5 separate regions of the Mus musculus genome follow, and all the other regions are linked to region 4. The links are chromatin contacts, called in public HiChIP or PLAC-seq and promoter capture Hi-C maps. All regions are on one chromosome and are shown on one strand. The core of a region is the stretch at or near the end of the contact, and the rest is flanking DNA. Distances in the headings are between cores, read along the strand shown.

Region 1 (5,486 bases), core at 233-2,732, 860 kb after region 4:
CATCCACGGCTACATAGTGAGACCCTGACTCAAAACAAAACATTGAAGAAGGACAACCATCTTCCCATCTCTGGCCTCCACACAAACCAGCATGTGTATACATTCACACTCGAGAAAGACTGAGGGGAGGGCACACCAGCCTCTAAACCTTAGGAATGGAGTTAAGATGATGAAGAGTTCAAGACCAACCTGAGCTACAAGAAACCCAGTCTTAAATCAGAAAAGGCAAAGGAAGAAAGCAAATTGCCATTTGTAACTTCTTTCTCCATTTGATTAGCTGCTCCTAAGGAGCCATGCACACAATCCAGAGTCCTCCGAACAACAGCATCTCGCCAGGGCTGGTTCACAGCTCCAGTGCCTGAAACCATAGGCCACAGAGGCTGTTTAAATAAATATGTTGGGGATCAAAGGCTCTTCTGGTGATGATATTATGGGATGTTCTTCTGGTCTTTCATCAGTAAGCTCACCACCAGCTCTCAATCTGCATGCTTCTCGGCAAAGGCAACCATGCGCCATGAAGCCAAGCACAGACACAGCAATGTGTACACCAGGAGCAGTCGACACTTTCTGGCTAGGACCTCTGTGACTGCAATGTGTACACCAGGAGCAGTCGACACTTTCTGGCTAGAACCTCTGTGCCTGCTTCTCCAGGTGTTTGCAGCTGCCAGAAAGGCAGGCTATACTTAGAGCAAGGATCATGTAATGGTGGTTCGTCACACTAATCAGTGAGGACTGGATTACGACACCAGCTGCCTGCCTGTCCCATGTGCTTGATGAAATTTACATGGAGCAGAGCTGGGCCAGTAGCCAAGCTGCACCTGCTCACTCCCTGCTGCATACAAAGGCTTGGACTTCAGTCTTTTCAGCAGTTCCCTTTGGAGATAACAATGATCAAAACCATACATACATAGCGCCTGGTAAACCTAAGGCGGCCCACAAACAGACTCCAAGGCACGTCAGCCATCAGCCCTACCCTTAAGGACTAAAGAGCAAGCTAGAGAAAATACTTTCAATTTGCTCATTTGAAAACATTTAGTAAAAGTTGTGTCCATTTTTAGAATAAAGACTACTTTCTGCCTTGGTCTCTTGCAGGGTCCTCTGCTAGTAGGGACAAACTCTTGCACATTCAAGAGAATTGGCAATTCTCCCAGCAAATTGTGTCCTGTGTTATCTGTGGGTGTGTCGCCAGGTCAGCCTCCCTGAGCACCGGAGACGGCACACTAACAAGAGCCACGCTCCCTTCCTCAAGCCCCTCCACATCCCCAGTTCATCCCACAGCCAAAGCAATTCCTCACCCACACCTGCTTGGTGCAGAACTCAGCCAGAAAAGACCAAGGGCCTCGTAAAGCCGAAACTTCAAATGAGTGACCTGGAACAAAGGGAGGTGGCCGAGCAAATCACTTCCTAGACACAAGGCAGAGAGCCGCCTGCAGCCATCAGACACGGCTGGGCACGCCTCCTCAGGCTCCAGTCAGATTATTGCAGATCCTGGGCCAGCAAGAGCAAGACTAGCTCAATCAGCTCCCACTCAGTGCCAGCATGTACACGCCTGTCTCCAAACACACATTCTGCTGCTGGTCACCAGGAAGAAAGAACACTGCCTGCAAGAAAGCCTCTGCCCCAGTCTTCCTCAGAGCTTCTAGGCTGAAACAGTCTTCAATATAAGTTCAGTCAAAAATATTCTGAAGATGTAGGCTTTGATGGCACACGCCTTTATTCCCCTCCTTCCAGAGGCAGAATCAGTGGATCTCTGAGTATGAGGCCAGCCTGATCTACAAAGTTTTAGGACAGCCAGGATTGTTAGAAAGAGAAACTCTGTCTCAAAAAATCTTCTGACAAAGGATGGATGGGCAGTGGGGAGGGTGGGATACCATAGGACTGTTCCTGTCTGGGAACTGTACCATGGGATGACTGAAATACTCTGTCACTACCACAGACATTTTTTTTCCAGACAAGAGTCTCATTATGTAGCTCTGGCTGTCCTGGAGCTCAGATAAATAGACTAGTTTGGCCTTGAACTCAGAGACCCAGTTGCCTGAGTCCCAAGTGCTGGAACTCAGTACCAGGAAGGTAGGGGCAAGAGGACTATCACAAGTTCAAGGCCAGCCTGGGCTACAATAGCAAGATTGTACACCCCACTCACCCAAAAAAAGTTACAATTGAAAATGCTGTATGAACTTTGAAAAACTAAGTGTGTGTTTACATGAACGCATGAATGTACCGCTGCCGGAACAACGTGAAGATGAGAGGACACCTTGTTAGACCTAGTTCTCCCCAACACCATGTGACTACGGATAATGAACTCCAGTCCTCAGGCTTGGGAGCAAGCACTGTTACTCACACACAGGGCTGGAGACACGGCTCAGTGGTGAAGAGCACTTGCTGCTCCTTCAGAGGATCCTGGTTCAATACCAAGCACCCACTTTGTAGCTAACACACTCTGTGTCTCTGTGTGTGTGTGTGTGTGTGTGTGTGTGTGTGTGTGTGTGTTTTACTACACAGATTCAGGCAAAATACCCATACACATTAGAAAACATAAGAACTGAAACTACAAGCTGGGCATTGTGCTGCATGTCTGTAAGCTCAATACACGAGAAGCAGAGACAGAAGGAGCAGGAGTTTTAAAAGGCCAGCCTCTGTTACATATCGAGTTCAAGATTATTAACCAGGGCCACATGAGACCCTGCCTGCTCTCAGGTACAGGGAAATTTAGATCAACTAAAGCAAAAGGAAACATCTAGTCAGACATGGGAGTTGATGTCTGTAGTCGCAGTACTCAAAAGGCTATGGTAGGGGGACTGTCAGGAGTTTGGGGCCAGCCTGGGCTACACAGTAAGTTCTAGGTTACTAGACTGAGCTACAATATGAGACACCAGTCCCCCAAAAGCAGAGAGGATATGAAGGGGATTGGTAAGATGGCTCACTAGGTAAAGGCATTTGGTGCCAGGCCTGACAATGTGCTAGCCACTACAACCTGACTAACAGAAGGAGAGGCCTGCCTGCCTCCTGACAAGCACTCCTTTGACTGCCACATGAGCTGTGGCTACTATGTAGTCACACACATGCACACAGTAAATGCAGAGGGCAGGGATGGAAAAGAAAAGAGAGAAAAATCTACAGAGTTAAAAAAAATGCTTTTCGGGGCTGGCAAGATGGCTCAGCAGGTAAGAGCACTGACTGCTCTTCTAAAGGTCCTGAGTTCAAATCCCAGCAACCACATGGTGGCTCACAACCACCCATAATGAGATCTGACACCTCTTCTGGTGTGTCTGGAGACAGCAACAGTGTATGTATATATAATAATAAATAAATCTTTAAAAAAAAATGCTTTTCTTGGGCAGAGGGAACAGCTCAGGGGTAGTGTTGAGTATACACACAGCCATAGTCTTAACCCCAGTAGTGAAACACACACACACACACACACACAAAAGAAAAAAAGAAAAGAAAAGAAAAAAGAAAAACACCAGGCCACTAAGCATAAAACACTCATTCTAATGACATAGTGTGCAACTGTAAGGAGGACCACAGCCTGGCAGGATTAGCCCTGTGGAGCCCCTATGCTGTGGAACATATGCTCTACCCCCAGTGTGGCCGTCCTCTGCTCTCGGACACACACACCAAGGCACACTGCAAAGGGAAATCCAATTAGTTAGCAGCAGATCTGCTCTGGCCAGGCCTCCTGTCTGCTTTCACTCGGGTAGCACTCGAGTCTGAGGAGAACAAGGCCCAAGGCAGGAAGGCACTCCTCCTTCCTGTGAAGATGGAAGTGCTCCGGAAGCAGGGGTCCCCAGAAGGACCCTGTAATCTGCCTCAGTCAGTCCAGGTTCAAGCTGCTAAGTATTAAGATGAATTTGCAGATGGAAGCCACATTGTTACAGGAACTTATTGCAATGCAAACCTCTGAGGCGAAGTCTGAGGGCGGTGCTGTGTATGTGCACTGCACTGTGTACTCAGGAGGACAAAGGCAGACTGTGCATGTAACCTGAGGCTGCACTCTGCTGAGTCACTTCCGTCACACACCTCGGGGTCCAACAACTCACGTTTCGGTCAAAAGAGCAGGTTTAGAATAACTCCTTGTTTTGGTCGCTGGATTTAATTTCCTGAAATGATTTACAATCGCTGTATCTATGGTAACTACAGTTTCTGGAAATTCTGAGCCACTGTGAGGAGACAATGTGGATTGCCCCAAACACCACAGGATGACCGCACAAAGCATGTCCAGACACAGCGCTCCTTACACACGGTTCTGGTTTGTCATGAAACTCAGATAGTGAGTTATGGTATGAGCAGATAAATCTGCAACTAAGCAGAATTTCAAACTGATTTGATCCTAAGACTGTCAAAGAGGTGTTTCTTGGTTTAAAAAATACAAAGGTTTGATTTTTTTAAAGTTGCCAAAAAGTATCTGAATACACAATTTATCCTATAATTTAGCTGTTATTGCTGTAAAAATTAGGAAATATAATAAAGGCAGAATTTATGGGCTTTGCTAAGAAATATCATATACCTTTTACAATCTCTTTGATTAAATGTTTCTGTTGTGTCTAAGAATTCCTGCCTGTGAGATCTTGGGACACTGTGCTTCCCATAGGGACCAGCCTCAAAGTGGCTTAGTTTCATTTCCCCTGAGGAACGTGCCGGCTGGCCATGCCATCTCTGGAGATGATATGAAAGCAAGCTCTGGCATACACATGTCCACATAAGAGAACATCCACAGAGGAAGTAACCAACCGTATGCTTGTCTCCAAGCTTTAAAAAGGTAAGTTCTATAGTGTGCAACACACCCAACGCTAGCTACTACACTAACAAACCCGGAGCAGGCCACTCACCTCAGCTGCAAGTGCAACCTGAAGTCAGTGGATATTGGCCACTGCACGGTGGTTATGAAACAAGTAACTTTAAAAAGCTACATACAGGCAGGGCGTAGGGGTGCAGGTCTTTAATCCCAGCACTCGGGAGGGACTGGCAGGAGGATGTCTGTGAATCTGAGTACAGCCTGGTTTACACAGCAAGCTATAGACTAGCCAGTACTACATAAAGACTGTCTCAAAAAAAAAAAATAAATAAATAAAAACATAAAAAAAACCAAAAAAACAAAACCCAAAGTTCCATACAGGGCTGGATAGAAGAATATTTACTGATCTTGCAAAGAAACCTGGGTTCAATTCCCCACACCCACAAGTTCAGTCTGTAACTTCAGTTCCAAAGACTCCAACACCCTCTTCTGGCTTCCTAGAGTACTGCATGCATATGATGCACAGACATACATGCACACAAACATTATATATGAGACAATCACAACCATAGAACCACATACCCTCTACTGGCCTCCACAGCCCTGGCACTGTGTGCACACATCAACAAGGACACACGCACATGTACATACATACACACACACACACACACACACACACACACACACGGACCATAAAGATGGCTTAGCAAGTGCCAGCATCTGTTCCAACCACGGCGGCCTGAGTACAAGG
Region 2 (5,532 bases), core at 2,321-4,820, 660 kb after region 4:
CCTTATGTGCACGGAGTACATCTGTGTGCCAGCTGCATGACGGCCAGAAGAGGAGCTGGGGTCCCTACAGCTCCAACTACAGATGGCTGTGATCTGCCATGAATTTGCCAATCAAACCAGAGTCTTGGGGAAGGGCAGCCAGTGCTCCTAACTGCTGAGCCATCTCTCCAGCCCTAGAGTTCTTTTTTTTTTTAAAGATTTATTTATTATTATATCTAAGTACACTGTGGTGACTACAGACATACCAGAAGAGGGTGTCAGATCTCATTACAGGTGGTTGTGAGCCACCATGGGTTGCTGGGATTTGAACTCAGGACCTTTGGAAGAGCAGTTAGTGCTCTTACCTGCTGAGCTATCTTGCCAGCCCCCTTAGAGTTCTTTTTAAATGTATAATTTTTTAAAAAAGCAGAGTCTAAGCTGGGCGTGGTGGCGCAGGCCTTTAATCCCAGCATTCAGGAAGCAGAGGCCGGTGGATTTCTGAGTTTGAGGCCAGCCTGGTCTACAAAGTGAGTTCCAGGACAGCCAGGGCTACACAGAGAAACCCTGTCTGGAAACAAAACAAAACAAAAAAAACAAAAAACAAAACAAAACAAAAACACACCAGAGTCTCCTGCTGTTGTCGATCTGAGCAGCCTGAACTTCTGAGCCTCCTGCATCTACTTCCCGTGTGCTAAGATATCATGTGTGTGAGCCATCATGCCCAGCTGGGATTTAACTCAGAATGTTGATTAAGAAATGGGAAGATGAAACCATGAATTTCAAGGCAGCCAGGGTTTGTTTATTTAGATAGATAGATAGATAGATAGATAGATAGATAGATAGATAGATAGACAGACAGACCGACCCACCAACCAACCCTGTCTCAAAATAAACAAACGGGAAAAAAATGAAATGCAAAGTCCGGGCAAGAGACGGCTCAGCAATTAAGTGGGTCTGCTGTTCTCACAGAGAACCCAAGCTTGCTCAGCAGCAGGCACTCACATCAGGTAAGTCAGCATCCTCCTCTGGGCTCAGCTGGCAACACATTCATGTGCACACACACAGGCATGTACACATAGACTGAAAAATAAAAACTTACATCTTGACAGATTATACTTTTACTACTTTGGACTTCACCAGCTTTCTGGTGATGGCAGAAGCAGAAGTGGACACGCTCTAGTTCCCCCACTCCCACCCTCTGCGCTGCTAGGGGAAGGTGCACATCCTTCCAAAGCTAAGAGTGCTGGCTGTCTCCCACAGGCCACTTTCTGGTGGTGACTGAGCCTCCTGTCCTTCGGCCCTCAGAGAAGCCATCCCATCTCCCTTCCACCCCTGGGGCTTCCTGGAAATCTCACCGTCATCCTTAAATCCCCCGTCCCTGTCATAACAGTCTCCTGCTGCTGACCCAGAAAATCTGTCCTGTCCAGACTACAAGGAGACACAAAGTCCAGAAAGTTCCACAAGTTCCTATGCAGAGCCCATACTAACCTCAGGTACTTAGGAAGTACTACCTTGGGAATGTAAATTCCACTTCGAGCAACATGGCAATGATATATCACACTGGAGCACTATAGGACCTATGCTAGTGTCAGCTGCTGTATGTGGGTGACTCGCCTGGTCACCACCGCCAAATATCCAACAAGAAGCAATGTCAGAAAAGTGGGGCTTTTGTTCTTCTTGGTTTATAGATTGAAAGGATTGTTCATCATGGCAAGGAAGCTGTGTGGTCCCACGCCCATACAAGTAAAAGGCACCACATTAATATCTCTGAGTCAGAAAACAGAGGCTCATGTCTGGAAGGTTCTCAACCCCAAAACAGTCCCCAGCAGCTGGTGCTGATGTGAACCATGCACCTGTGAGGAGCTTCTGCACTGACCCTCCCTCTATACTAAAGGGTACGGAAATGTACTGAAATCATACCCTCCCTCTATACTAAAGGGTACGGAAATGTACTGAAATCATACCCTCCCTCTATACTAAAGGGTACGGAAATGTACTGAAATCATACCCTCCCTCTATACTAAAGGATACGGAAATGTACTGAAATCATACCCTCCCTCTATACTAAAGGATACGGAAATATACTGAAATCATACCCTCCCTCTATACTAAAGGATACTGAAATGTACTGAAATCATACCCTCCCTCTATACTACAGGATACTGAAATCATACCCTCCCTCTATACTACAGGATACTGAAATATACTGAAATCATACCCTCCCTCTATACTAAAGGATACTGAAATGTACTGAAATCATACCCTCCCTCTATACTAAAGGATACGGAAATGTACTGAAATCATACCCTCCCTCTATACTAAAGGATATGGAAATGTACTGAAATCATACCCTCCCTCTATACTAAAGGATACTGAAATGTACTGAAATCATACCCTCCCTCTATACTACAGGATACTGAAATGTACTGAAATCATACCCTCCCTCTATACTACAGGATACTGAAATGTACTGAAATCATACCCTCCCTCTATACTAAAGGAAGCAGAGCAGAGTAACTAATACAGGCCTACCCAAGCCATCTCTGCTGGTGTCAGCTTCACCAAGGACTGCTTTGCTTCCTAGACTTGCCCTGATCACCACTGGTGAAGTGCTTTGCCTGCATGTATGTGTGCATCACATTGGTACCTGTGCCTGCACAGTCCAGAAAAAGGAATCATTTTGGCTGGAGAGATGGCTCAGCAATTAAGGGGCCTGCTCTTCCAGCCCACCTCCTGCAGAACCTGGGTTCAATTCCTAGCATCCACAGGGCAGCTTACAGAAGTCTGTAACTCCAGTTCCAGGAGATGCAAAACTCTATTCTAGTTTTCTGTGGGCACTGCATGCACATACAGGCAGGCAAAACATGTACTCGCATAGAATAAAAATTAGAATTTTAAAAGGGGAGGCATCAGATGCCCTGAAACGGAAATAAGAATAAGAAGCACTTAGGAGCCACCACGTAGGGGCTGGGAACTGAACCCAGGACCTCTGGAACAACAGCCAGTGCTCTTAACCGCTGACCTTCTTTCCAGCCCCTCTGAGGACTTTACTAATATGGTCATATCATAATTTACTTCACTGGCCTTCTTGTTCATTTCTTTTCTATTTGGTTTTTGGTGCTGGAGTCCAAAACCAAGCTCCTCTGTGTGCTGTGTCCTGGCTGAGCAACCTATCATTGAGTCACGGCCCCAGGCTTCTGGACAGAGACCTTGGGCACTTCCAGCTTTCCTTTTACAGAAGCCATTTCCCAGATGTGAATACAGCAGACTCCATACCCACCCAGCTAATTCTCACGGGCAATGGAGAGCTTACTGTGCAATACCATGGCTTAGTTGCTTTTCTATTGCTATAAAGACATACCATGACTAAGGTCACTTATACAAGAGAACACTCAATTTGAGGCTCACAATTCCAGAGAGAGAGACAGAGACAGACAAAACCAGAGACAGACAGACAGACAGATACACACAGAGGGGCAGACAGACAGCGAGTGCACTTATACTACCTAAGAACAGTGTGGGCTTTTTAAACTTCAAAGCTCACCCCCAGTGAGGCAACTCTTCCAACAAGGCCACACCCCCTAACTCCCAGCAAGCAACATTTGACAACACAGGCCTATGGTGGCAGCCTTGCTCGGCCACTGTATGTGGCTTGCTCTGGAATGTCCCCATGCCATGTTTGCACGGCACCTGGCCCCTGCTTGTGGTACTACCTCCACAATGGCAGAGCCTTCTGGTAAGTTCTGGCTGGCAGAATTCTTGAGGGACATGCCCATGAAGGCTCTGCCACCCCAATCTGACCTGTGTGCTCAGCTTTAATCCTGAGTACTGTGGAGAGCATCTGCCACCGTGTGCTCCAGCCATCTGTCCCTACATGGACTATTCCCACCTGTGAGGATTCCCTGTCAAGCACAGGGTCGCAGTAATATGAAGGAGACAGCTGGACGCAACCACTAAACCTGACCACACTAGTTTGTGTGAAGATGAGGAAGATGTTAGAAGTGCGGGCTGGATATCCTGGCTGCTGGCAGCCTTGCCTGCTGGTTATTCTTGAGAGGGTTAAGAAAACCAGCCTGTCAGACGGCAGGGTGGACAGTGAACACTGCCCCTCAGGCCAAGGTGTGGACTCGGCCAGGCACTCTCATGTTGCTTTGTGACAAATAATCTAAGTTTTGTTCAAAACCTTAAAATGAGGCCGAATTTTAAAAGTGATAAGGCTGCTGATACAGCTCAGTTGGCAGGGTTTGCCCACCATGTGTGCAATGCTAATCTGGTTCCCAGAGCCTCATAAAATCTGAGATAGATAAAGCAAGCAAGCTCATCCTGTCTGCACCGGGGAGGTGGGAAGGTGGGGAGGTGGAGGCTCATGGTTACCCTCTGCGACACAAGAAAGCTTCGTGAGGTCTGGCTTCAACCCCACCCTACCACAGCCAAAACAAACAAACCAACAAACCAACAAGCAAACCAAAAGACTACTGTATTTAGCAGAGGAGAGTCCAGACAAGACCCTCAGGCTATAGATCTATAACTTCGGCCATGGTTGGGGTTTATAGCCTTATAATCTGAAGGGTAACAGAGGATCAGGAAGCTGAAATAGAGTTTGGGAGCACACAGTTACAGCTCTAGATGAAGCAAGCCTCCCCACGCTTTGCCTGGGACAACAGGAAATGTTTAAAAGGTGGGACCTCCCTATGAAGGGTATTAAATACAAACCATTTTCAAAGATGGTGGAGAATGCCTGTAACTCTAGTACTCAGTAAGCTGAAGCGCGCGCGCCAATCTTAAATTTGAAAGCAACATCAACTGTAGAGCAAGTTCCAGACCAGCCTCCGGCAAGACCCTGTCTCAATCAGAAAGCCAAAGGGGCACACTGACAGAAAGGGGCTGCCTAGGAAAATGTCATTCTAGCAAAGGAGGCCCAGCGGCAACTCCAGCTGATGGGACTCAACACGGTCCACATGGTGCTGGTCCACAGGTGCACAGGACTAAAGACTGAAGGACGGGGGCTGGCAAGATGGCTCAGCGGGTAAGAGCACCAACTGCTCTTCTGAAGGTCCTGAGTTCAAATCCCAGCAACCACATGGTGGCTCACAATCACCCTCTTATGGTATCTGAAGACAGCTACAGTGTACCTACGTATAATAATAAATAAATCTTTAAAAAAAAAAAGACTGAAGGACGATAAAGGTTCAAACTATGGTCCAAAAGATAAGAGCGAGGCCAAGCAATGCACTGCGGAGTTACATCTCCTCCAGGGTCCCACGGAGGCTGAGTGAGGCTGCTGTGGATGCAATGAATGTAGGCCTTCTGCTGAGGGATGGAAGCTACAGCACCGAGGGACGTTGGTCCAGGCTATACAGGCTGCAAAGGCCAAAGCCACCACGCGCCCCCAGACACCAGACCCAGAACTAACTACAGAATTTGGATGGCTCTCCTGGGTCCAGTCTCCATGACAATCCTGCTGCTGGCTCACACTGGCAATGTGCACTGTCACCAGACACTGGAAGTCTGTAACACTCTGTTTATATCCTCGCCCCGCACTGTTTTGCTTCT
Region 3 (5,727 bases), core at 1,248-3,747, 600 kb after region 4:
GAACTTATACTAATAAATACATCTTTAAAAACAAAAACAAAACAAAACAAAAAGACAGGGTTTCTCTGTATAGCCCTGGCTGTCTGGAACTCACTCTGTAGACCAGGCTGGCCTCGAACTCAGAAATCCGCCTGCCTCTGCCTCCAGAGTGCTGAGATTAAAGGCATGCGCCACCACGCCCAGCTTAACCAATAGTTTTAAATTAAAAACACCGGTTGTACAACAAAAGCTGGTAAATGTGACAATCCACTTGATCCTAGACCTTCGGGTACAGAATTTAGCATTGCAATACATAGCAACAGACCAGACCTCAGCACCTCTGTTCTTCCTCCCCACCTTGTGACCCCAGTCCATCCCAAGAACAGGCGTGGGATCGCTTGTTCAGAACAGGCACTGCAATGCCAGCTATGACCACGAGGTGGCAACAGCGCTCCTTGCTGGGACCAAAGCCAGCAGCATCCCAGGCTGATTCTAACAGACTCAGGAGGGCACCGCAAAGAGGCTGTGGGGGAAGCTGAACCACGCGGTGCCTGCCCCGCTGAGACCCAGGTCCCCCAGACTGTAAGGGACAGGCTGGGACATGCCTGGCAGGTCTTTCTGGGGATAACACCTAATGGATACTTGTTATGGGGCGGTACCTGCTGCCTGTCTGTAGAAGAAACCCAAGTCCATTGGTGCCTTCACAGCCGCCTCAAGTTCACCTTTGACCCTCGGGTCTCCCTACCACTCTACACATCTTCCTGGGAAGAAAATTGGAGTTAGGTACCCAAAGGACAAAGGCATGAGATCGTCACAACTGTAGGCCATAGCAGACTCTAGAAGTACTAGCTGTGTGGCCTGGGACAAACCACTCAGCTTTCCTCCTCCACAGAGAAGCACATAAAGGCGCTGGCTGCCAAGCCCGACGACCCCACATGATGGATGAAGAGAACTGACTCCTGCAACTTGCTCTCCGACCAGCACCGGTGTGTCATGTCAAACACACACACACAAGTAAATATAACTTTAAAAGCATTTTTCAATGCTTTATGTGTATAGATGTTTACCTACATGTATGTCTGTGTACCATGTCATACCTGGTGTCTGGTCAGAAGACGGGTCAGAGCTCAGGGAACTGGACGTTCAGGTTCTCTTCTTCCAAAGGTCCTGCCGGGCAGTGGTGGCGCACACCTTTAATCCCAGCACTCAGGAACAGAGGCAGGCGGATTTCTGAGTTCCAGGACAGCCTGGTCTACAAAGTGAGTTCCAGGACAGCCAGGGCTACATAGAGAAACCCTTTCTTGAACCCCCCCCCAAACAAAACAAAAAACAACAAAAAAACCAAAGGTCCTGAGTTCAAATCCCAGCAACCCCATGGTGGCTCACAACCATCTGTAATGGGATCTGATGCCCTCTTCTGGTGGGTCTGAAGACAGCTGCAGTGTGCTGCAGTGTGCAGCTAATAAATAAATAAATCTTTAAAAAAGAAGAAGGAGGAGGAGGAGGAAGGAGAAGAAGAAGAAGAAGAGGAAGAAGAAGAAGAAGAAGAAGAAGAAGAAGAAGAAGAAGAAGAAGAAGAAGAAGAAGAAGAAGAAGAAGAAGAAGAAGAAGAAGAAGAAAAGGAAGAAGAAGAAGAAGAAAAGGAAGAAGAAGAAGAAGAAGAAGAAGAAGAAGAAGAAGAAGAAGAAGAAAAGGAAGAAGAAGAAGAAGAAGAAGAAGAAGAAGAAGAAGAAGAAGAAGAAGAAGAAGAAGAAGAAGAAAAGGAAGAAGAAGAAGAAGAAAAGGAAGAAGAAGAAGAAGAAGAAGAAGACGAAGAAGAAGAAGACGAAGAAGACGAAGAAGAAGAAGAAGAAGAAGAAGAAGAAGAAGAAGAAGAAGAAGAAGAAGAAGAAGAAGAAGAAGAAGAAGAAGAAGAAGAAGAAAAGGAAGAAGAAGAAGAAGAAGAAGAAGAAGAAGAAGAAGAAGAAGAAGAAGAAGAAGAAGAAGAAGAAGAAGAAGAAGAAAAGAAGAAATATGGTGGTTCATGCCCCTAATTGCAGCACTCGGAACGCAGAGGCAGGGGGATCTCTGGGAGTTGGAGTCCAGCCAGGGCTACCTGGATGCTGTTTCAAAAGAGAAAGGAAACCATAGCAGCCTGGGAAGCTCTGCCTTAGGTGGTGCTAGGGACCCAAGCTTGGCGTCACTACAGGGAGTCTGCTGTCGCTTGTTCTGTGCCAGGCCCTCGGCTCTGGCTGAGAATGAGGTGTGGGCGGTTGCTTCCCACTCCAGGATTAACTTGGGCAGGACAGGGGTTGCATTCCTTCACAGAGACGTGGTTTTACTGAAAGGAACCATGGAGGCTGCCGGAAGAGGCTACGACTTGAATGTGGTGGTGTGTTTCTTAACAGTCAAGACTGCCACGGTCACCACTGCCTGTGTGGACTCTACACGCCCGTGCCTGCCCCTTTACCTGTGTTCAGTCAGAAAACACACTCAAGTGCTCTGGGACAACACGCTGCCATGCCAAGAGCTGGGCGCAGCTGGGACAGCTGCTCGCTGAGAGGTCAATGGTCAGGACAAAAGCACACTGACCACACGGCTGAGGTGAGGGCTTCCCAGGGAAGGGTCACAGGAAAGGTCAGTCGTGGACTCAGTGTCCCCACACCCACCCACACTCTTCATCAGACATTTAAGAGTCCTTATTGCTCCTGCAGAGGACCTGGGCTCAGTTCCCCGCATCCACACCAGGTAGCTCTAGTTCAGGGGTTCACATCACCCCAGGATCTGACGACGACTTCTGTGCCACACATAGATTTGTGCAGTTACACACACAAACACAGCAATTTTGTTTTTGTTTGTTTGGGGTTTTGGGGGTGTTTTGTTTGTTTATTTATTTATTTATTTATTTATTTATTTATTTATTTATTTATTTATTTATTTTTAGGCAGGATTTCTCTGTGTAGCCTTGGCTGTCCTGGAACTCACTCTGTAGACCAGGCTGGCCTCAAACTCAGAAATCTGCCTGCCTCTGCCTCCCAAGTGCTGGGATTAAAGGCGTGCGCCACCACTGCCTGGCAATTTTTTTTTTAATCAGCAACAGCGCCTGAAGCAGCTGTGCACACAATCACACAATTATACAATCACAGTGTCCTGGAAGAGTTGGGGCCAGCCCTGCACACAGAGCCCCGTCCCTAAAACCAAATGGACAAAGGCAGCCTGCTCCTCATTAGCCCACACCACCTCCTTCCCTAACACTCTCCCAGGACTTGGGACCTCAGGAACTGGTCCTGATGTCAGCTTTCAATAGTGCACATGTCCGTTTCAAATTAACACAGTTTTATGATGTGCCCTTTAATAAACACCCCACTCTCCTAGGAAGCTGGTCAGGAGAAGTGTGGCTGCTGCTACCTGAGATGATGTGGGGACCCGGCAGGGAGCAGGGGCTGTGGGCTCAGAATCTCACACACACACACACACACACACACACACACACACACACACACACTTGCTGGGACCCTACTGACCAGTACCGTCCTGCAAGGGTTGGCAATCAGCGCTTTGATTTGTTTTCAATTTTTTCAACCAAGGCGCCACGGTGAGTGGGGAAGACAGCTGTCATCTCCGGGAAAGAACTTTCTGACTTCCCACCAAGCATAAATGTATGTTTAGGGCTTTCCCCAAAGCACTTCTGCTTCACATGAAAGAGAAATGTTTCCAAATAAAAATCTGTAGTAAAGTGTCCAGGAGGGATTGGTAGTTTAGCGGGCAGTCTCAGTACTCAGGAGGGTGAAGCAGGAGGATGATTGTGAGTTCAGGGCCAGCCTGAGCTATATTGGGAGCTACATATAAAAAAAGTTAGAGTGATGCAGGGCGGTGGTGGCACAGGCCTTTAATCCCAGCACTCTGGAGGCAGAGGCAGGCAGATTTCTGAGTTCGAGGCCAGCCTGGTCTACAGAGTGAGTTCCAGGACAGCCAGGGATACACAGAAACCCTGTCTCAAACAAACCAAGAAGTTAGAGTGAGACCCCCAAATCAAAATAAATACAAAACGAGTATGGTGAGACTAGGGATATGGCTGGGCTGGTGCAGTGTCTGCCTAGCTCTCAGCAAGCCTGGGTTAGATCCCAGCACCTCACAAACCAGACATGGAAGAGACCTTTAAGATTGCTTGTGAGAAATTCAAGACTGCCAACACTCCATAGAACATAAAATGGCGGGCATGGTTGGTGGGCACTCTCTCTCCCTCCTCGATGCAGATACAGGCCAGATTAGCCTGGATTAAAAGTAGATAGAGGTAAGATTATCAGGAGGCAGCTTTCAGGGGTTCACTGGCCTCTCAGGTGGCGGTCAGCAAAGTCACAAGTCCAGCTAAAGTAAGGGGTTTTGTAGAGCTCAGGCGGGGAATGCTGTCGGCTAGGAGTCGGGATGGTGTCCATACCCGGTCAGAAACTAAGCCATCGGCAGGCACTGGGGGTGCGGGTCCGGAAACCGGAAGTGGGGTTCCCTCGGAGTTTCCAATCGAGCTGGGGAGGTTGCAGGTCAGGGAGGTTTGTCCATGCACCCGGGCTTTGGGCAGATTAAGGGCGGAGAGGGCAGCTGGGGTTTCCCAGCTTCTGCAGGGAGTGAGGAGGGGCCTGACACCGGTGGTGAGCACTTTAATCCCAGCACTTGGGAGGCAGAGGCAGGCGAACTCTGATCTCTGAGGCCAGCCTGGTCTACAGAGTGAGTTCAGAAGCAGCCAGGGCCACACAGAGAGACCCTGTCTCAAAAAAACAAAACAAAACAAAACAAAAAAACAAAAAACAAAAACAAAAGGCAGGCCTGGCGTTGTTGCGTACGCCTTTAATCCCAGCACTCGGGAGGCAGAGGCAGGGGGATTTCTGAGTTCAAGGCCAGCCTGGTCTACAAAGTGAGTTCCAGGACAGCCAGGGCTATACAGAGAAACCCTGTCTCGAAAAAACAAAAACAAAACAAAAAACAAAACAAAACAAAACAAGGCAGAAGGAAGGAGGGAAGGAAGAACATACAAATGTAAAAAGGCTGATTGCTGAAGCAGTCGAGGAATCCCAGAGCTGGGGACACAAAGAACCCTTACCATTCAGTCCTTAATGGTGGCTCCTTCTCTTGTGTGATTTATCCAGTTTTCCCTTCACTTTTTGCGATGACTCTTCTTGCGTGCTTCAGGCTACCTCCAGCTTCAGGCTCAACCTACCCTCCCTCCTCAGCCTCCCATGGCCAGAGGCATTGGCCACTACACCTGGCTGCTGTTCATATTCTCACTGTGACGGTCACATGTGTGAAACTCACTTTGTAATGACTGCATTATTAGTGGCCACTATTACTGATGTCGAGAGAATTATTCAAATGGATGTGTAGAGGAAGAGAGTTTAAGAAACTTATTTTCGGGCTGGTGAGATGGCTCAGAGGTTAAGAGCACTGACTGCTCTTCCGAAAGTCTTGAGTTCAAATCCCAGCAACCACATGGATGGCTCACAGCCATCTGTAATGGGATCTGATGCCCTCTTCTGGTGTGTCTAAAGACAGCTACAGTGCACTTACATAAAATAAATAAATCTTTGGGCTGGAGCAAGTGGACTGGAGCAAGCAGAGGTCCTAAATTCAATTGTTAGCAATCACATGATGGCTCACAGCCATCTGTACAGCTACAGTGTACTCACATCAATCAATCAATCAATCAATCAATCAATCTTGGAAGGAAGGAATTTTCAGGCTGGAGAGATGGCTCAGTGGTTAAGAGCACTGACTGCT
Region 4 (6,101 bases), core at 2,945-5,444:
GCCCTATCCGGATGTTCGCCTCCTTCCACCCTTCTGCCAGCACTGCAGGGACCTCTGGGGACAGTGAACCCCCAGATAGGTGAGTCTATCCCGTCGACACCAGTTCCCTCCTTTCAGGCTTTAGTCTCTGAAGCCCAGACTAGCATCAGTCCTGCCCGCCCTCCTGCCACCCACCCACATCTCTCAGGCCTGTCTGGTCTCACTGTTTGTCCTCTGTCTTCCAGGTCACCTCTGGGACTTCACATTGGCTTCCCCACAGACACCCCTAAAAGTTCACCCCACTCAGTGACGGCCTCATCTTCCTCGGTCCCAGCCCTGACCCCAGGCTTTTCCAGACATTCACCCCCTTCTCCCTTGTGCCGTAGTCTGTCTCCGGGGACTGGGGGAGGAGTCCGAGGTGGGGTTAGCTACCTGTCCCGAGGGGACCCTGTGAGGGTCCTTGCTCGAAGAGTGCGGCCTGACGGCTCTGTGCAGTACCTAGTTGAGTGGGGAGGGGGGGGCATCTTCTGACAGCCTGCTTCTGCTCCCCTCCCCATTCACACACTGGCACTTTCATGCCCTGACCTCTGACCTCACCTACAGCTGGGATGTACCTGGAGAGATGGGGAGTGGTTCTCCCTCCTGCCCAGGCTGGAATCCAGGGGAGTGAAGAGGTCCTCTTCTCTGCCCCTTCATGACTCCTAATGCCCCCCCTCATTTCCTTTGATGTTATTTTGTTACAGCTTTTGAGATAATTTTTTAAGACTATTTAACCCCTGGGATTAGAGATTGGGGGGGGGGGTTTGGGTGGTCCAGGATTCCAGACTGTATGACTGTAATAAAGATAAATAAACCTAGTAGGCATGAGTCATTTTGAAAGATTGACAAGAGGCGCTCTCGATCTTCCCGACCACATCCATGTCACAGAGAAAAGGCATCAGGAGCAGGAGAGGATTTATTGGGGGTTCGGTCATCACATGGAAGCCAGGGGGCATTAAAACAGGAACAGGGCTCCTCATGGTAGGGCTGTGCCAGAATTTGAAACCGATTCTGTGACCTGGTGCACCCAGTGCAGGTACGGGGGATTTCCCTGCTCCACAGGCAGTGCAATCACTTCGGCCACTTCATAAGGGTGCACAGATCTGCGAAGTGATAGGGCGAGGTTATTTGGACACCCAAAGATACACCCCCTAAGACACCAGCCCTGGACTCCCCAGTAAGTTCCACCACACAGTGTCCACCTCAGCGCTTGGGGGAGGGGAGGCGGGGAGCGGGGTTTCTTCTCACTCAGTGGCAGAGTGTTTGCCTGAAATACTCAAGGCCCTGCCTGGTTCATCCCCCAGCCCCACCACCACCACCAAAAGAAAATCTCAAAGTTCTTACCGAACAAACTCTGTCAGAGCAGGGACCAGGGAGCTTTGGGTTTTAATCATCTAAAGGGCAAAGACAGACATAGTTCAACCAACGGGGTAGAGAACTGGTGTCAGGAGAGGGCCAGAGTTGTCAAAGGAGCCAGGCAGGGGGGGAATTTTCTCACCATCAGCACCTCACTATCTTCCTCGATCTTTCCTTTCCATTCATAGCTGAAGAGGTCAGAGAAAGAAGGGAACAAAGTCTTGGGAAAGGAAGATTTCTCCCAGAAAAAGCTCTCAGCCCCTCCGGGTAGATTTCCGTTTCTAACTGACAACTCACATGGATGTGATCTGCGGGATGAGGTTGACGCAGGCTGCCAGACGCTTCTCTACCACTGCCCTGAGGGTGAAGCGAGATCAGAGTGTGCACGACCCGGAAACAGCACCCTTCCCCTAACCCCAACGCTCTCTCTAGGTCATCTGGCCGAGGTCCCCACCTGGCGATCTCCTTGGCGACTTTTTCGTTGGGACAAGTGACAAAGGCTGCAGAGACTGATCCTGGAACGTAGCCGGAGCCCGAGGCCGGAGGGGGCTGGGACGGAGGGCTTCCAGAAGCCATTGACAGCAGAGCTCGGGGTAGCAACAGAAGGCGGGAAGCCACCGGCAGTAGCGCTGGCATCCAAAGAAACGACAGGAGCAGAGTGGCCTGGAGCAGGGGGGAGGGCGGATTCAGTGTCCCCACAACTGCCCCAGGAAATTGCACCTGGGCTGCCTTCTGGGGCAGACACCAAGCCTCTGCGCTGCCTTTTCTGCACCAGGAAGAAAAAAAAAAATGTCCCTGAAACTTAAAAGAAACTTGGGACAGCTCCTCTGTTCCGCTGCAGAAGCTGGGTGAGACTTCGAGACCGGAAAAGGCGGGGCCAGACTCACCCCTCCGCCGAGCAAGACGCCGGGCGCCCGCCCCCAGTTCATGCAGCCCGCGCTGGTAGAGAAAAGAAGAAATCAATGGCCGCTCATTGCACGGACGAAGGACCCCGAGCCCCGGCGGAGCGGCCGCCTCTTACCTGCAGTAGCCACGTGACGCGAAAACAGTGTGCACCACGTGACAGGAGCAGCCCTGCCTTCCCGGAGTCTCCAGACCTGGCCAATCCCGGCCCTCAAGTGGCCCGGTAGCCCCGCCCTCTTAAGTGGGCGTGGCGTCGAGCCCTCCGACCAATCGGCAGCTTTATCTGAGGTCGTGCGCCCCAGCGGCCCGCCCATTTCCGTGAATCCTCAACCGGTTGCTGGCAGGGGAACGCCGCTGCGGCGACCCGCCGTCACGTGATGAGGCCTGTCCTTTCAGGCGGCGCCGCCTCAGGAGCAGCGAGCGGAGGCCAATTGCTGGCCGGCCTCGCGGTCCACGTGACGTGAGACCTGGCGACCCGCGCTGTCGCTGCGTCAGGCTGGGGCCGGGGAGTTGTCCTGAGCTCCGGAGTGTGCCTAGTAACAGCCCCCCTCCCTCCCCGCGCTGACAGGCAGCCTTGGGTGGGGACAGTTCCCCCCACCCCCCGCCACCGCCCTTGCGTTAGCACCGAGCTGAGAAGCCAGCTGTCCCTGGGTAGGGGGCAGTGATCAGGCAGGCTCAGACCTGGCACTGCCGTGGCTGGGAGAGGAAAGACACCTTTTCAAAGCACTGGGTGACACCTGTAAATGGGCTAGTGGGTGATGGAAGATACCCAGAGCCCAAAGCTTCGGACAGAGGCTGACAAATGAGTGGAGAGGAGAAATGAGAGTTGCAAGTTAGAGTTCAGAGTGTGACCCTGTTCTTTCCCCCTTGCTGACTCTTCTCCCCAGGACTGGCCCACCTCTCGGTCTTGGGTCTCCTTACCTTCATCCATTCCCCCAAGGAACCAGGACCTGCCCTACATAACCTCCCTGGAGCCTAAACACATCCAGTGACCCAAAAATGGAGAGGGGACCAGTGAGAGGACAGAGAAGAGGGTGGAGACAGCAGGAAAAAGGGCCCTGCCGCCCAAATATTAGCCCTCCCTCCAAGGTCTGGGGTCCTTGGCATGGGTGGCTCCTGTTAGGCTTCTGCATTTTCTTGAGTTGGGGGGGGGGTTCTCAGAGATCCTTGTGTGTGTAGGTGAGGGGTTGGGGGTCCAATATTTGGGTCCTGTGGGGGTGGGGGTCCAATATTTGGGCCCTTCCTAGGGTCTGGGTTACCTGGGGAGTTGTTTCAGGAAATTGAACCTCGCAATCGGTCACTAACTCACATCTTTCAGATGTAATGTATTTTAGATCTCTATGTGGTCATCTTCATCTTTGGGTCAGCCGAATGTCTCCTCCTTCATCCCCAAGTTTGCAGTTTCTTTGAGATACGAATGTGGGGTTTCTTACCTCTAGCTAGATTCTAAAATTTAATTCTGGCCTGGGGCACTTTCTAATATTGGCTTCATCTTTTTCTTTGGGTCTAGGTCTCTGTTTTGGGTCTCCCAAACTACAAGTCCAGGGTTCGAATAAGATTAACATGGGTCTGGAGAACCTTGCTGACACTAGAGTCTCATATTCTGGTCCCTGACTCCTTTCTTTAATTTAGGGGGTGGGGTCTGAGCTCAGAGGTCTCTTTCCTTCTAGATTTGGATCTGTGAGACCCAATTTGTTGAGTATGGAGGTGGGGGGGGGGTGAGGTGGTGAGTATCTTTCTCTGGGTCTGGGGTCTGTCTGAGGGTCTTGGGTCAGCTTCTACGGGACTTCCCTGGTGTGTATGAGTCAGGGGTCCCTCGTTCTCTCCTTTTCCGGGTCTCCCTGGGTAGGGGTGGGGGCTGCAGTCTCTCCCTCCTCCTCCTGCTCTCTCTTCTCTAGCTCGCTTCCCCCGCCCCCCCTCTCTCTGCTGCCGCTGCTGCCGTTGGCTCTTATTCTCCTCCTCCTCCTCCTCTCTCCTCCTCTCTGCTCCTCTCCGCTCCTCTCTCCTCCTCTCTCCTCCTCCTCCTCCTCCTCCACCTCCTCCTTCTCCCCCTTTCTCTCCCCCTCTTTCTCTCTTCTTTTTCTCCCCCCGTCCCCCCGCCCCCTCCCCCTCAGGCCTGATGAGCAGGTCTCGAGCCTCCATCCATCGGGGGAGCATCCCCGCGATGTCCTATGCCCCCTTCAGAGGTACGGTGGTGGTAAGGGGAGGGGAGGGCCAAATGGGGGGGCAAGAGGGGGAGGGGCAGCGGGCGGGGGAGGGCCGGGGCCACCGAGGGGAAGGAGCGGCTGAAATGGAGGGAGAGGGGAGGGTCGGGAAGGCAGAGGTGGGAACAGTGGGAAAGGAGGGATTAGAGGCATAGGGGTAGGATAGAGGGGCTGGGACACGGGCCTTTTCAAGGGGGCTGAGGGGAAGATGATGGAGGGGAAAGCGCGTCAGAAAGGGATGAGAAGGGAGGACTGAGTTTGGGGAAAGGCTGCAGAAATGGTTTGGATTTGGGAGCAGAGTGAGGAAGAAATTACCAAGGAAGTAGAGGCATGGTCTTGGGAGAGGGTAGGGGGGAAATGAAAACACAGGCGGCATGAGAGACCAAGAAGGTGGGAAGGGAATTTGGTGAGGGGCTCAGGGTGGTAGGACTTAGGAAAAGAGAGGAGGATGGAGGGAGGGAAGGGGCCAGATGGAGAAAGAAGGTGGCAGTGGGGGGGTGTGGGGGGTCCAGATGGAGGGAAGAGAGGAGAGAGAAAAAGGATTGGGGGAGGGGACACCAGAGAAGGGGGAGGATCAAGTGGTTTTTTTTTTTTTGGTTTGGGGGGGGGGATGCAAGTAAGATTGAGGGGTGGGGACAAGGGCCAGATAAAAATCCTGAGGGTAACTGGCCCTCATTAGGACTCTGGAGAAGTGAGATGCAATCCCTGAGTCTCATTTGCTTTCTTAATCGCTTTGACCCCTTCCCCCACCCCACCTCTTCTTTCCAGTCCCCCTCCCTGCCTCTGCTGTCCATCACTTATATCTTTCCCCCCATATGGTGTCCGTTTCTTATATGAGTCCCCCTTCTGTTCTTCCCCTGTATTGGTCCCTATCTCATATCTCTTCTCTTTCCCTCCCTCTCTTCTAATAACTACCTTAATACACCACTGCTGCTCCTGGGCCCCGTGTCTCAGATCCCCTGACAGGTCTCTCTCACTCCCTCTGCCCCATGTTGGCTGAAACCTTCTGGTCCATTCCCTTGCCCTAGGCAAGCAACCACCATCTTTACCATCTTCCTTTTCTCTTAGGTTCACGCTGTTACTTGTCCCTCAGCTCACCCTCTGTTTCCTATCCCACTTCCCATCTTGTCACATGGTCTGTGCTTATTTCCTCTTATTCCCCAACCTGGTGATTCCTCTCTTCTTGTCCCCTCTGCTTCCTGGGGTGATAGAGATTGGGGGGGGGGGTTACCAAAACACAGGTTTTGATCGTTGGAACAGGGCTCTAAGGAATTCCCCCATCTTGGACCCTTGTGGAACTTCTCATTCCAGTAAAAATTTCCCATTTCCCTGTCCTCTGCCATGTTCCATTGCTTCCTAGGGTCATTAGTATTCTTAACTATAGAATCTCTCTGTGTGTGTGTGTGTGTGTGTGTGTGTGTGTGTGTGTGTGTTGTACCTAAGCTAAGATTCCCTGTGTCCCTTTCCTGTTCCCAGTAGAACAGTGTCCCTTGAGGTCTATCCTGCTTGCCCAGCTGCAGCCTAGAGCAGCTCCTCTGTTGTGTTTTGGTTATATGTATTAACAGATTTTTCCCCTGGATACACCATGCGTTGAGATGTACTAGGCCTCAAGTGTTTGTG
Region 5 (6,118 bases), core at 1,035-3,534, 710 kb after region 4:
GTCCTCTATGGCCATAAGATGCAGGTCTGGAGCAATGGGCTCAACATCAACCCAGACCATTTCCTTATCAAAATAAGGTGGGTTTCAAAGTAGCACTAGGTGTAATGGTTAATCTTTTTTCTGGGAGGCAGGAGATGGAGACAAGATTTCTCTGTGTAGCCCTGGTTGTCCTGGAACTTACTCTGTAGACCAGGTGGTCTTGAACTCGCAGAGATCCGCCTGCCTCTGCTTCCTGAGTGCTGAGATTACAGGCATGTGCCACCACACTTGGCAAGACCCCGTCTCAAGTATAATATTGAAAGAAAACAGCACCTGGGAGAGACTGGAGACACAGCTCTGTGGCTGGGGTAACACGGTGGGCAGGGCTCTGTGGCCAGGTTGGTAAGGCACATGCTAGCATGCAGGAGCCCTGGGCTTGATCCCAACTCAGTAGAGATGGGGCTGAGGTGTGCACAGGTGTAATCTGTGTGCTGCTGAGGAGAAGCAGGAGGGTCAGAGGGTCCTCAGCACCAGGGCATGTTCAAAGATCTCTTGTGCTACACAAAAGCCCGTGTTAAAGCAGCAAAGTTGGACGAGGAGTGAGTAGGGCAAAGCCCTGGTGGGTCTACTTCCAGGTCCCTTAACTAAAACCTGAGGACCCAGGCTGGACATGGGCGTGCCGCCCAAGAGGCATGACAACAGAATGAGGGACATTAGACAGAGACACCCGCATCAGGAATGGTGGTGCATGTCTTTGATCCCAGCACTAGGGAGGCTGAGGTAGGCAGAGCTCTGTGAGTTCAAGGCCAGCCTGGTCTATATAGTGAGTTCCAGAACAGCCAGGGCTACATAGAGAATCCCAGAAGAGGCCATCAGATCTTATTACGGATGGTTGTGAGCCACCAAATGGTTGCTGGGATTTGAACTCAGGACCTTTGGAAGAATAGTCAGTGCTCTTACCCACTGCGCCATCTCTCCAGCCCCCCCCCCCTGTTATTTTTGTTTTTAAAAGGCTCAACAGTACATAGATTTGTATCCACCCGGAGCTGGTACAACAAATGTGTTCTCACTGCCAATACACTTTGTGTGGCTTCAGGCCCAAGGCAATAGATCCAGCCGACCCTGGGTTGAAACCACGAGCCAAAAGAAACCCCTTCTCCTTTGAAATGGGTTCTCTCGGGTGTTTGTCACAGTGAGGAAAGGTTAACAAACTGTAGTAAGAGGTTAGCCGTGCACCAAAGCCTTGGAATGCGGCAGAAACAACATCCTTTCTGAACTACGACTATTTTGTTTTGTCTGATTCTTTGAGGCAAGGTGTTGCTCTATAGCCCAAACTTACTTGAAACCCTTGATCCTCCTGTCCCAGTGTCTTGAGCTCTAAGATTTCAGGTGTGCATCATCATGTCAACTCCAAGTGTTAAGGTTAAGAGCACATGAGATTGAGAGTGGAGCAGCTAAGCAGCTAAGGGTGCTTGCAGCCAAGCTTAACGACCTGAGTTTGATCCCCTGGACCCCTATGGTGGATGGTGAGACCCAATTCTCAAAAGTTGGCCTCTGAGCCCAGCAGTGGTGGCGCATGCCTTTAATCCCAGCACTTGGGAGGCAGAGGCAGGTGAATTTCTGAGTTCGAGGCCAGCCTGGTCTACAGAGTAAGTTCCAGGACAGCCAGGGCTACACAGAGAAACCCTGTCTTGAAAAACCAAAAAAAAAAAAAAGTTGGCCTCTGACCTCTATATACCCACTATCCCCTCCCTGACACAAATAAATAAATAACTTAAGGAAAGAATAAAATCAGAGGTACAAGCCTGAGGGACCTGAGTTTGAATCCAGGAGACCCCATAAAGTTAGATAGAGAACCAACTCTATGATATTGTCCTCTGACCCCGCCCCCAACACACACTGATAATAAAAAAAAAAATTAAAAAAAAACAATAGGGGCTGAAGAGCTGGTTAAGAGCACACACTGCTCTTGCAGAGGACCGGGACACAGTTCCCAGCACCAAGTGGTGGCTCACAACTGTAACAGCTCCAGTGGAGTAGAGCGCTGTCACTGGGGCAGTGGAGGCAGGAGGATGAGAGGTTTAACGCTATCCTCAGCTGCATAGTGCGTCCAGGCAGTCTAGGCTACTACCGAAGACCTTGACTAAAAAAAAAACGTAAATCTAAACCCAAACCAAACAGGAATTCCGCTTGTAGTTAAGGTACTGTACCACTAGGTGGCGAGGGCGTCCAGGCCATAGCCACAGGACCGCAGCGACGTCGAGCCCTCTGGCTTGAAGTAAGCACCTAGTCCAGTCTGCTTTTTCTTTCTGCCTCAGTCCTGCCTGGATTGGATTCACAGCTCCAAGGCTTTCCAGCTGTGTGACATCACACAGGCTACCTAACCTCTCTGGCCTCCATATCCCAGCCTGTACCATGATGGTCAGTAATTACAGCGTCCCCATGGTTCCTATGCCTCAAATTCAGAAAGAACCCGGTACAGGGACGGCTCTGTTTGTTTGTGTGTCCTGGGTAAGCTGTCTCCGGGGTCCTAAATCTGGGTACCCCTAAAGGTTAAGGGTTTCATGCAGGAGGTGTGGTTTCCAGCCATAAGTCAGTGGCAGAGAAACCATTGCAAGGCTCCTGACATCTGGTCTCAGGGTCCAAGGTGCGGCTGGCAATCGTCCCTGTCCACCAGGCAGGTGACTCACTGTCCGAGAGCTTGAAGCGAGCTGACGGCGCCATGAGGAGAGAGAGCCGGAAGGCCGTCCCTCAGCACTGCCCATTCCCACGTCAGGTTGCTGAAAGGGAGCGTAGAAAATAAAACCCTGTCCTAGGCAGCCTAGACCCAGCCAGACTCCCGGATCCATCTTGCCCAGCCTCCAAACAGGACTCAAGGTGGCAAGGACCAGATCAGAGCTCAGAGATCTGTTTATAGCCCCAGCTCTGTCACTGAAGTGCTGTGTGACTTGGAACGAGCCTCTTTCACTCTCTGGGCTTCAGAATCCCATCTACCCACAGTGGGATAGATCCCTGGCCTTCCTTTTCAAGCTGTGGAAAGAACAGGGGTGGTTGGCCTGGAGGTGTGGACAGTGCCTGTTGAGCATGCGCAGAAGGCTCGGCAAGTAAAGGTGCTTGCTGCAGATGCCTGGTGGCCTGAGTTCAATCCCGGCTCCTGGAGGAAGAACACTGGCTCCCAAAAGTTATCTTCTGACCTCCATCCACACACCGTGGCACTTGTGCTCAAACACACATATGGATGCAGGGCACACACACAATAATAATAATAATAGATAATTGTTAGCCAATATGGTGGCACATGACTTTAATGCCAGCACTTGGAAGGCAGAGGCAGGCGGATTTCTGAGTTCGAGGCCAGCCTGGTCTACAGAGTGAGTTCCAGGACAGCCAGGGCTACACAGAGAAACCCTGTCTGAAAAAATAAAAACAACAAACAAACAAACAACCCAAAAAACAAAAACCAACAACAACAAAACCGCAAACTGGGCATGGTGGTGCATGCTTGCAATCCCAGCACTGTGGAGCGAGGGTAAGGGTCAGAAGTTGGACCTCACCTGCAACGGCTCAAGACCACCATAGGAAGATACACATGACTGTCTGAGGGAGAGAAAGAGAACTCAAAACGGCTCTCCTTCCCCCCCCCCTTTTTTTTTCTATAGGAAGACAGGGCAACTGGAGTCTCCCTTCTGCCCGGCCCCCTCTTCCAGGCCTAACACGCAGTATCAATTACCAATCCATTATTCATTCATTGATTTATTTATTTCCGCGCCTTTCAGTGCTGGCCTGCCTTTCTGTCCCTACGTCTTTTGTGTTTCGCTGGCATCTGCAAACCCCTCAGGACCAGCGCTGTCTTCCTTCTGCGTGGCCCAGAGTCTGAGGGAGGATGGACCAAGGGAGGTTCAGGGCTCTGGGTGGGAAGGACAGCCCCATGGAAACATACAGGGGTCAGATCTCCACGGGGCTGAGAGAACGTGAGGCCAGGACACGAGAGACGTGGGAAATGCTCAGAAAAGGAAGAGTTGCTGTGCCGGAAACGGAGGGCATCTGTATTGAAGCAGAGGCGCAAAACGGGAGGGAGGGTGGGGGAGGTACGCGGAACAGGAAGGGGTCGGGGCGGGGCGCAAAGCAGGAAGGTGGGTTAGGTTCACCTTGGACAGGCAAGCAGAAGGTCTGCAATTAGAAAGTCTACAAGGAAGCTGGTCTAAATTGGGAAGTGTGGACATCCCGCGTCAGTTCCCGAAACATTTTATTTTAGGTTACACAGTGTGTGTGTGTGTGTGTGTGTGTGTGTGCGCATGTGTTCTGAATTCAACCCCAGCCACACCTCAGCTCTGCACAGAGAGCCCCTGGCTGCCTTCTGTCTTTACCCTCTCTCCTCTCTACTTTTGTTTGTTTGGTCTTTAAAAGAGACTGCTTTGTTTTTTAAGGCATGTGTGTCTGCTCAGGACTCTGCGCACACGCACACGGGTGCAGGTGTCTAATGAGTCCTGCAGAGGGCGTGAGGATGCTCTTGAGTTGAAGTTACAGACAGGTGTGAGCTGCCCCATGTGGGTGCTGGCAACCAAAATTAGGGCGTCTAGGAGAGCAGTAAGTTATCTTAACCACTAAGCCTCTCTTTGTTAGTTAGTTAGTTAGTTTGTTTGTTTTGTTTTGTTTTGTTTTCGAGACAGGGTTTCTCTGTGTATCCCTGGCTGTCCTGGAACTCACTCTGTAGACCAGGCTGGGCTCAAACTCAGAAATCTGCCTGCCTCTGCCTCCCGAGTGCTGGAATGAAAGCTATATACCACCCTACCGACCTCCTGTTGGATTTTTCAAGAGGCCCAAGATGACCACAGACTCCTTCTGGACCACTGGGGTTACTACAGGCCTGAACCACTGTCACCAGCTATGTCACCAGCTATGTGCTGGGGGCCTAGGGCTTTGGGTGTGCTCAGCAAGCACTCAGCTAACTGAGCCATGTTCTTATGCCCTCCCAGTCTCCTGACGGACCTACAGCTCTGTGAAGGTTGTGCTTTCTCCCAGCCTCCGGCTTCTCTTCCCCACTCTATCATAGCCTTCTATTCAACCCTCCAAATGTCTGACCGTCTAGGGATATATCCTGTCTGGGAAGTTTGGGGCTGTGGACTCCACTGGCTTTTTTCTTAAAAGTATCATCATCTTCACCATCATCACCACCACCATCATCATCGATGCCTCTCTGCCTTCTCAGCCCTCACACACACACACACACACACACACACACACACACACACACACACACCCAGCCCCCCAGGGCTCCAATTTGTCTCCATGAAAATACTTTACTGTCTAGCATGACAATGACAAGGGGAGGGGCAGGCTTTTCTAGCCTTTCCCTCTTCACACCTCTGTGAGAACCTCTGTGGGGAATCAGCCTCTTGATGTGAAAACACTTCTGCCATAAGGGGTGCATTTGCACAGCCCTGGGAGAGAGCACTGGCTACTCAGACCGTTGTGGTTATAAATTCCGAGCAGCAGGTGGATACTCCACCTCCCTTGTTTGGTTCCAGCCATCATTGAAACCATGAACAGAGCCCCGTGTGTGTCCGTGGCTCCCCTACACCCCAGCCACTCCACCAACAGCTTGTCACACGGTTATCAAGATAAGGCGACTGAGTCAGGGTGTTCCCCAGACAGCTGTCCCACCCTCGTGAGCCTCACAGCCTTGCCTGGGGCTGATGGTAAACTCCAGGTTGGGGTGCGGGGAAATAGGAATCAGGGTGCTCAGGCAGGCCTGGAGGGTGGGCCTCATCAGCCCCAGGCTACTGTATCAGCCACCTGTCTAACCTGGATTTCAGCTCTCCTTCAGCACCAGGAGAAAACCTTTCCGGACAGCTCTGCCCAGAGCTCTCAACCTTCCGTGGAACACCAGCCACTGTGGTGGTTAATCTGGACTTGATTGGATCCGGAAAGAAGTAAGAGACTCCGGGTAAGCGTGGAGGGAGTGGAGGGCGTTTCAGGGAGGAACTGACTGAGGGGAAAAGAGACTCTCCCGTGGTGAGACGTGCCTCCTTGGGGTGGCGTGACGTAAGAAGTTGGGGGGTGGGGCACCGTACCCTTGCCTTGCCCACCTTGGCTTCATGCTGGTGAATGCATCTGCTCTGCTGCTGCTGCGGCCGCT

The links. Promoter capture Hi-C pulls out the DNA fragments that hold promoters and counts their contacts. HiChIP or PLAC-seq counts read pairs in DNA pulled down with a chosen protein or histone mark.
Region 1: a contact with region 4 is called in an H3K4me3 HiChIP or PLAC-seq map of embryonic forebrain, with 4 times the contacts expected there. The contact joins the enhancer-like site here to the promoter of Syngap1 in region 4. A contact is called at or near these places in 2 of 39 promoter capture datasets (cranial neural crest and liver) and 3 of 115 datasets of contacts at active chromatin or transcription factors (embryonic forebrain, embryonic hindbrain and pancreatic cancer cells).
Region 2: a contact with region 4 is called in a promoter capture Hi-C map of 3T3-L1-derived adipocytes, with 2.8 times the contacts expected there. The contact joins the enhancer-like site here to the promoter of Syngap1 in region 4. A contact is called at or near these places in 8 of 39 promoter capture datasets (3T3-L1-derived adipocytes, the C10 cell line, the SN4741 cell line and 4 more), 2 of 484 Hi-C or Micro-C datasets (both in cortical neurons) and 1 of 115 datasets of contacts at active chromatin or transcription factors (astrocytes).
Region 3: a promoter capture Hi-C map of liver shows a contact between it and region 4, with 2.7 times the contacts expected there. The contact joins the enhancer-like site here to the promoter of Syngap1 in region 4. A contact is called at or near these places in 6 of 39 promoter capture datasets (the C10 cell line, cranial neural crest, hippocampal neurons and 2 more), 2 of 15 datasets of contacts at CTCF or cohesin (embryonic stem cells and pro-B cells), 4 of 484 Hi-C or Micro-C datasets (the N1E-115 cell line, cerebral cortex, myocytes and 1 more) and 10 of 115 datasets of contacts at active chromatin or transcription factors (astrocytes, bone marrow-derived macrophages, cardiomyocytes and 7 more).
Region 5: a contact with region 4 is called in a promoter capture Hi-C map of liver, with 2.9 times the contacts expected there. The contact joins the enhancer-like site here to the promoter of Syngap1 in region 4. A contact is called at or near these places in 9 of 39 promoter capture datasets (the 3T3-L1 cell line, the SN4741 cell line, cranial neural crest and 4 more) and 5 of 115 datasets of contacts at active chromatin or transcription factors (astrocytes, bone marrow-derived macrophages, epiblast stem cells and 2 more).

Annotation. Positions count from the first base shown.
Region 1 is chr17:27,796,244-27,801,729 of GRCm38.p6, forward strand. The region is part of intron 1 of Ilrun (inflammation and lipid regulator with UBA-like and NBR1-like domains); the gene reads right to left. Among named protein-coding and RNA genes, the nearest start is that of Ilrun, 22 kb to the right of the region's middle. Within about 2 kb of position 1,483, at least 164 of the 459 cell types and tissues checked have an H3K27ac peak or open chromatin away from gene starts, as enhancers often do. A contact at or near this core is called in embryonic forebrain, liver and pancreatic cancer cells, where this site is marked.
Region 2 is chr17:27,597,316-27,602,847 of GRCm38.p6, forward strand. The region is part of intron 1 of Nudt3 (nudix (nucleotide diphosphate linked moiety X)-type motif 3); the gene reads right to left. Among named protein-coding and RNA genes, the nearest start is that of Nudt3, 23 kb to the right of the region's middle. Within about 2 kb of position 3,571, at least 12 of the 459 cell types and tissues checked have an H3K27ac peak or open chromatin away from gene starts, as enhancers often do. A contact at or near this core is called in 3T3-L1-derived adipocytes, where this site is marked.
Region 3 is chr17:27,534,479-27,540,205 of GRCm38.p6, forward strand. No RefSeq gene overlaps it. Among named protein-coding and RNA genes, the nearest start is that of Hmga1, 19 kb to the right of the region's middle. Within about 2 kb of position 2,498, at least 7 of the 459 cell types and tissues checked have an H3K27ac peak or open chromatin away from gene starts, as enhancers often do. A contact at or near this core is called in liver, where this site is marked.
Region 4 is chr17:26,937,056-26,943,156 of GRCm38.p6, forward strand. It overlaps Syngap1 (synaptic Ras GTPase activating protein 1 homolog (rat)), which reads left to right and starts at 4,195. Exons shown (of 19, transcript NM_001281491.2): 1 at 4,195-4,463. The coding sequence starts at 4,397. Phf1 (PHD finger protein 1) reads left to right here. Exons shown (of 15, transcript NM_009343.3): 14 at 1-79; 15 at 225-853. The coding sequence ends at 510. Cuta (cutA divalent cation tolerance homolog) reads right to left here and starts at 2,483. Exons shown (of 7, transcript NM_026307.3): 1 at 2,396-2,483; 2 at 2,262-2,313; 3 at 1,829-2,037; 4 at 1,672-1,731; 5 at 1,517-1,562; 6 at 1,363-1,412; 7 at 917-1,121. The coding sequence starts at 2,303. The coding sequence ends at 995.
Region 5 is chr17:27,648,132-27,654,249 of GRCm38.p6, forward strand. No RefSeq gene overlaps it. Among named protein-coding and RNA genes, the nearest start is that of Pacsin1, 4.4 kb to the right of the region's middle. Within about 2 kb of position 2,285, at least 36 of the 459 cell types and tissues checked have an H3K27ac peak or open chromatin away from gene starts, as enhancers often do. A contact at or near this core is called in bone marrow-derived macrophages, liver and pancreatic cancer cells, where this site is marked.